Linked DNA regions of Mus musculus: region 1 is linked to region 2. A link is a contact called in public HiChIP or PLAC-seq data. All regions are on one chromosome and are shown on one strand. Each heading gives the region's core, a stretch centred on a gene start, on an enhancer-like site or on the middle of the called end of the contact. The rest is flanking DNA. Distances are from core to core; before and after follow the strand shown.

Region 1 (3,539 bases), core at 481-2,980, 110 kb after region 2:
CAGGTGTGGTGGTGATGCACACCTTTAATCCTAGCACTCGGGAGGCAGAGGCAGGTGGATTTCTGAGTTCGAGGCCAGCCTGGTCTACAGAGTGAGTTCAAGGACAGTCAGGGCTACACAGAGAAACCCTGTCTCGAAAAACCAGAAAAAAAAAAAAAAAAAAAAAAAAAAAGAATTCCCGGGTCTGATGCGCAGCCCAGCACCACATGCACTGGGCATGGCAGCATATGCCTGGGATCCAGGGGAGGCAGAGGCAAAAGCATCACAAGTTCAAAGCCATGCTCACCTATACAGCAGATCTAAAGCTGGCTACACAAGATCTCCGAAAAAAAAAAAACAAACAAACCCATAATGGGGGTCATTAGGAGGCTCATTGGGCAAACCCTTGCTATCAAGCTTTACAGTCTAAGTTTGATCCCTGGGCTGCTTCACACAGTAGGGAGAGTAATCAGCTCTTGCCAACTTGTCCTCTGACATTATTCACACATGTGCTGTGGCACATGCACACAAACATACACACACACACACACACACATACACACACACACACACAATGTAGTTAAAAAAAACTCAACCACAATCAGGCATGGTAGTACATGATGGGCCTGATTTCTTTCTTTTCTTTGATTCTTACTCCTTCCCCACCCCTCCCCTCTTTTTTTTTTTTTTTTTTTTTTTTTTTTTTTTAAAGATCCTTTCTATGTAGCCCTGCCTGCCTATCCAGCAAGTTCTTATATAGACCAGGCTGGCCTCAAACTTAGAGATCTACCTGCCTCTGCCTCTCTGCGCCTCTGCCTCTCTACGCCTCTGCTCTGCCTCTCTGCGCCTCTGCGCCTCTGCCTCTCTGCCTCTGCGCCTCTCTGCCTCTCTGCCTCTCTGCCTCTGCGCCTCTCTGCCTCTCTGCCTCTCTGCCTCTCTGCCTGTCTGCCTCTCTGCCTCTGCGCCTCTCTGTCTCTGCCTCTCTGCCTCTGCGACTCTCTGCCTCTCTGCCTCCTGAGTGTTGAGATTAGGTGTGAGGTTCACTCCTGGTGTGCTGGTAACCATTAAAAGAGCATTTGTGGGTTTTGCAGTAATCACATATTCACTATTAAAATATATAAATTCATTACAAATCTATATATTCGTAGATGCAGGCTAGAGGGGTAGCTTACCAAAGTTTGATTTCTGGTCCCACACAGTGGTTCACTATTGTCTATAACCACAGTCCCAGAGGATCCAGCAGGCATACACATCTTTTTTTTTTTCAGACAAAACATTTACAGACATAAAGTAAAACTTTAAATCTTTAAAAGTTTGTAGATACTAAAACGAGAGGTGGGGGAGGGATGTGATGGCTCATCCTGCAATGCCAGCACTCAGGAGGCAGAGGCAGGCAGAGCTCTAGAGTCTGAGTTCAGCCTGGTCTACTGAGTGAATTCCAGAACAGCCCCCCCCCCCCAAAAAAAGAAATAAAGAAAATGTGTGGGGTTTGTAGCTGTGGCTCAATGTCAGAATATTTGCCTAATATTCAAGAGGCCAGGGGTTCAATGCCCAGCACTTAAAATTTTTTTTAAATCATAAATATGGTTGTAGAAATGGCTCAGTGGTAAAGGTACTTACTGCACAAGCCTGCTCTCTGCCTGTCACACATGCTCTGCTCTCTGCCTGTCACACATGCTCTGTGGTCTGTGCGCGAGTGGACACAGGGTGATGACGACGACGATACAGTGAGGAACACTAAGACAGTGCCTCCACTTGCCTGCAGGGTTTAGTCTCATGTGAAAATCAGTTTCTACAGGAAGCACTAGTGCAGTGTGTGTGGCTGAGGGGAAGTAAGGCCTTACTTTGCTTGGGCATTGAAGGAGTCCTCAGAGTCCCTGACACAGGCCAACTGCTTTGTCCTGCCCTCAGGTGATGGGACATGGCAGCAGCTACACCCACTTTACAGATGGGACACTGAGGCCTAGAAAGTGGGACTCACTCACTTGTTGCTGATGGCCATGTCCATGTCAGGCCAAAGCTGAACCTTCTCACTAGACTCTCGGGCCAAGTGACGGTGGCCTGGAAACCCAGCAAACCCAGAACCTGGGACCAAGAGGCAAGCTTGTGACAGGGACGCAGGGATGGAGAGTTATTATTTGTGATACTAGAGACCAGAGCGAGGGTTTCCCGTACAGGAGCCCAGTGGTCTCCACTGACCCCACAACTATAGTCCTGGCTTCCATGGGCACTGCATGCATGTGTGACACGGACACACATGCAGTCACAACACCCATATGCAATAAAATAAAACATAAATTTAAAAAAGATATATAAATGAACAGTTGTTCATGGCCCAGACAAGACAGTGCATGTCTGCAATCCCAGCAATTGAAGGGTGGAGGGACAGTGACCAGGAACACAGCCATCAGCACCATCATTTTTTACATAGCAAGTTTGTAAATGAAGTCTTCAGGCAGTCTGGGAAACAGAGACAGAGACAGAGACAGAGACAGAGAGAGAAGGAGAAAGCACCAGCTCACAGGCACACTGGAGGTGTAGCTTAGAGACACAGGGTACATGTTTAGCATGCTGCGAGCTGTAGTTTTAATCCTGTTGTGACCTCTGAAAGAGAAAGAGTCATGATTCCATGTTACTCAGCCTCCATCTGGGGGCTGAGCTGAGTGTGAGTGTGCCACAGAGGAGACATGAGTGCTGTGTTGAGGGGGGAGGGTCAAGACTTTGGAATACTGGCTCAGACAAGCAAACGGTTTGCATATTGTCTTGTAAACAAAACAACAAATTTACCTAGACACTTCCCCATCAGTTATTACATTAAAGCACTATGCAAGGCATTTGGCATAGAAGCATTAGGAAGGCCGCTAAAAACATGGTAAGCAGCTTTTTCGATAAATCCTTGTGAGACAGAAGGAAAGAGGATTACATATTCACTACAGTAAAGATTATGGAACAAAATGACAGTAGAAACGGTTCCTCCATTTCTTCATTTCCTGAGAGAAGTCACGCGTGGCTGACCCATGTGATGCCAGCACCCGGCAGGCACTGGGCAGGAGCACTAGAGGTTCAAGGCTGTGCTTGTCAATACAATGAGTTTATGCTAACTAAATACCTCAAACCCTGTCTGAAAACTACAAGAAAAGGCCACATGTGGTGGCACACGCCTTTACTCCCAGCATACAGGAAGCAGAGGCAGGGGGATCTCTGTGAGTTCAAGGACAGATTTCTCTTTATAGTGAATTACCATGAGCTACATAAGTGAGCTTCATGAGAGACTGTCTTAAAGTAGAAAAACAAAGAAGGAAGAAAGGGGGGGAGGGGGGGAAGGGGGGAGGAGAGGAAGCTGAGTAGGTAGGTCAGCCAGCAGAGTGCTAGCCGGTCAAGTATGAGCCCTCCAGATGCAATTAAAAAGCTAAGCAAGCTTTGTAACCCTGCAGTAGGGAGCTGGAGTCAGGTGGGCGCCAAGGCTCACTGGCGAGGCAGCCTAGTCAGAATAGAGAGCAGCAGGTCCCGGCTTTGGCCTTCAAAAAGGACAGCTCCTGGAGAACACTAGAGGCTGGCCT
Region 2 (3,665 bases), core at 1,027-3,526:
AAGGCTTGGTATGCACGGTCATGCAAGTGTGTACAAGACTGCCCATTAGGAGTGGACATCATCACCTAGTCCTCCAAAGGTCCTTTGGACACAGTAAAGGGACTAGAGGAAGGGTACTTCCCTCCCAGGGGCTGAGCAGGAACGGGGCAGAGTCTTAAGAGGAGCCGACAGAGGAGAGGAGCCAGGATGTTGGGAAGCTGACCTGGGTAATCAGCGCCCCTGACCCCAGCGCCTGCCTATTGTGTCTCGTGCTATCACAGGTGATTCCAGCCAAAGGCTTCTATGGCCTCACAAACCACTGTGTCTCTCCTAGGTACTACTTGTCCTCGGCACACTCGTCATCGCCATGTCCTTGCAGATGGATCGCAGGGGCATCTGGAACTTGATGGGACCTTGCGTCTTTGCTTTTGTGATCATGGCCTCCATGTGGGTAAGGAACAGGGCATATAGTCTCCTGTTCAGACTCATGGAGAAGAGAGCCAGGCCCTTAATTCCAGTTATGCTGGGAGGGCTCCAAAACTCCACATCTGTTTAGAGTCGGTAGCAGCTACCCATAGAGCCCCAGTCTGGCTATGTGCCTTAGGTCTTGTGCCGATAACCACTAGGCATGAGGCCATATGCACTTCTCCTGCCCAGATCTAGATAGACCCCATACCTCTTGGCTCTGGGTCTGCACCAACCAACCAACTCCCATGTGGCTATCCACTCTAGATATACCGCTGTGGGCACCGGGGACAGTGCTACCCAACCTCCTGGCAGCGCTGGGTCTTCTACCTCCTGCCTGGCATCTCCATGGCTTCCGTTGGCATCGCCATGTATACTTCAATGATGACCAGTGACAATTACTACTACACCCACAGCATTTGGCACATCCTACTGGCTGGTAGTGCAGCATTTCTTCTGCCACCACGAGAGGAAAAAGCTGGGTCCTGGGCCTGTTTGCAGAAGTTCCCTTGTCACTACCAGATCTGCAGGAATGATCGGGATGAGTTGTACACAGTGACCTGATAAGGCTGGTTCATGGACACCTGAAACTCTAATGACCTCTTCAGCTAGGACAAGCGAGAGAGGTGCTTGTCTAGCCCCAACCAGGTTTCCATCTGAATAAAATTGTCCTGAGACGCTTGGCTTCTTTCTCCAGAGAAGACCCCCTCCACCCCAAAAAATCTTTATGGCTGCTGCCAATTCCTCTGAAGGTCACAGCTGTTTCCACCTGGAGCCCACAGGTGCCACGTGTGGGCTGATCACGCTGTTATGGATGGGGATACAGATAAGGGATTCCTGTGGTCCCCTTCCTTTGGAAAGCCGTGATATGAGACCCACAAGCAAGGAAGTCTGAGTGCACAGAGGTCACTCACTGTCTCTGACATCCTGTACCCTTAATGCCATCCTGCCTTGGCATGGGGATACCCTCCTGCTGCAGTTGCTATGGTAGAGTCCAGGGTCATCAGAGAGCTGATTAAGACCTGGAGTGCTGTGTGCTGTCCCTCCCTCATTGTCTGTTGGAGCAGGAGGCCTTCGGGAGAGCCTGAGGTAGCAGGCTGCTCAGCTGTATGAGGTCTGGCTCCAGAAGGCACACAATGCTCGCTAGTGTTCCCTTCTCTCTTAAGGGGTCCAAGGCCCCAGTCTGGTGAGCATTCTCCTGTGCTGGCCCTAGACACTTGGATGAGGCTGACCCCTACTGGATCAACTGAGGATTAAGGAGTGGGTTCTGGATCCCCAGCCCAATCTTTCTGGTCTCCTGGGGTCACTGAGCTGGTAGTGCTGTGTGCCCAGGCCATTTGGTTCCCACTGTGAGGCTCATCTGCTCTGAGTACTGGGATTGCAGGTGTGGGCTTCTGGGCTCCTTCCCAAGCTACTAACATCCTTTATTTGGCACCAAAGCACACTTTAGCCCCTGAAAGGGGAAATGTGTATATTCTGTTGGGGGTGGGGGGCAGGTGGTAAAATGTTACTGTTCTAAGATATGAAGGCATATTTTTATGTAATTGGTGAATTTAATATTCTACAATAATTTTTCAAATCAAATGAGTGGTCTTTTTTTTTTTTTTCCTTGCGTCCCTGGAGGGAAAGGGAGGTTGAGCTCAGGGTAGCCTTTCCCAACAGGCTTGCCAAAGCTGCTGGGGAACTCCTGGGCTGCACTTGGCAGACGGTGCCTTGAACCCATTCGCAGTAGATAATTTTTCATGGTCCCTAAAGGAGGCGGAGGGAAAGGGATTAGTTTAGATGGACGGGCGTTGCTGCCAATTGGCAGCGAGCGAAGGCGCACGTTCGGTGACGCTATTCCGGTTCCGGGAGGCGCGGGCGCGCTCTCCTAGAAGTAGAGGGTCGCGCGATGCCGCTGCACAGGTATCCTGTGCACCTGTGGCAGAAGCTGCGGCTGCGGCAGGGCATCTGTGCGCGCTTGCCCGCCCACTTCTTGCGCTCACTGGAAGAAGAACGGACGCCGACCCCGGTACACTACAAACCTCACGGGACCAAGTTCAAGATCAACCCCAAGAATGGGCAGCGCGAGCGCGTTGAGGACGTACCCATTCCAGTTCACTACCCTCCAGAGTCCCAGCAGGGACTGTGGGGTGGAGAGGGCTTGATTTTAGGCTACAGATACGCCAACAACGACAAGGTGGGTGCGGACCATCTCGGCTGTTCTGCATGCTTTGCTGAGCAGGCGCTGCTCTGGGCGCCACAAACGGTCAACCAGACTAACACAAGCGTTTTGTTTACGGAGCAAGCTAACTCCGATAGCAAAGTCTAGTCCTGAAGTGGGGTGGTCCTGGATCAGATAGTATCAAAAGTAAGGACAGAGTGGGGACAGTGGTGGAGAAAAGGAAGGAGGAAGGATAGATTCGAAGCTTGTGCCGAAGAGGAGGGAGAAGTGAAATCTGCTTGTCACCTGCTAGTTTCTATGCGCATTTCCCTCATTTTTAGGACGGAATAACTTTGCTCCTAGTACATAAAAATCAAAAAGACCGAGATGACTGCCTGGAGTCTATCTCTTCTGGTGATACTCTGCTCCTAGGCAAGCCCTGTGGGAGGAGAGAGTATGTTTCAGGCCTTCCAGGGTGTCATTCACTTGCCTGTGGCTACTGGGTTTCAGCTGTGTGAGAATCTGGAACATATACCAGTAGCATTAGGGCTAGCCTGAGTGAAGCAGACATCTAGGTGGGTGGGTGTCCAGAGCCAGCTCAGGGGCCCTGACCTGCATCAGTGGTCCTGAGGAGCGTCTGAGGAAGGGAGAGGGCCTGGCTCACAGTAGCCCAGGTTCCAGAAGGGTGCTTTGGGGCCCACTTGGTCTATAGGAAAACGGGAGGTTTCTCTTGCACCCTTAGCTCTCCAAGAGGGTGAAGAAGGTGTGGAAGCCACAGCTGTTCACTCGGGAGCTTTACAGTGAAATCCTGGACAAGAAGTTCACCGTGACTGTGACCATGAGGACCCTGGATCTCATCGATGAGGCCTATGGATTTGACTTCTATATTCTCAAGGCAAGCAGGGGTTAGTGCACTCCAAGGTCTTGTCAGACTCGTGGGAAGTGCCGAGTGCACTGCATGGGCATGGGCAGGGAGTGTGGGGCACCCCAGGGTAGCCATTACAAGTAGGACTGAGTCCCTGTTGGTGCAGCCCCTGAAGCTTTCTGTCTTGCTGAGGCCACTCCCTGTGAGTCGCTG

What was found. HiChIP or PLAC-seq counts read pairs in DNA pulled down with a chosen protein or histone mark.
Region 1: an H3K27ac HiChIP or PLAC-seq map of the HPC-7 cell line shows a contact between it and region 2, with 10 times the contacts expected there. The contact joins the enhancer-like site here to the promoter of Mrpl28 in region 2. A contact is called at or near these places in 24 of 39 promoter capture datasets (the 3T3-L1 cell line, 3T3-L1-derived adipocytes, the C10 cell line and 18 more), 4 of 15 datasets of contacts at CTCF or cohesin (CD8 T cells, the NIH/3T3 cell line, large pre-B cells and 1 more), 50 of 484 Hi-C or Micro-C datasets (the 63-12 cell line, the AML12 cell line, B cells and 30 more), 23 of 115 datasets of contacts at active chromatin or transcription factors (the 230-238 cell line, the HPC-7 cell line, the SCID.adh cell line and 11 more) and 4 of 9 other capture datasets (adipose tissue, liver, macrophages and 1 more).

Annotation. Positions count from the first base shown.
Region 1 is chr17:26,228,246-26,231,784 of GRCm38.p6, forward strand. The region is part of intron 1 of Fam234a (family with sequence similarity 234, member A); the gene reads right to left. Among named protein-coding and RNA genes, the nearest start is that of Gm23123, 6.5 kb to the left of the region's middle. Within about 2 kb of position 1,731, at least 30 of the 459 cell types and tissues checked have an H3K27ac peak or open chromatin away from gene starts, as enhancers often do. A contact at or near this core is called in CD8 T cells, the HPC-7 cell line, the P5424 cell line and 9 more, where this site is marked.
Region 2 is chr17:26,121,227-26,124,891 of GRCm38.p6, forward strand. It overlaps Mrpl28 (mitochondrial ribosomal protein L28), which reads left to right and starts at 2,277. Exons shown (of 5, transcript NM_024227.3): 1 at 2,277-2,623; 2 at 3,330-3,482. The coding sequence starts at 2,336. It overlaps Pgap6 (post-glycosylphosphatidylinositol attachment to proteins 6), which reads left to right. Exons shown (of 13, transcript NM_021793.2): 12 at 314-430; 13 at 712-2,028. The coding sequence ends at 1,008.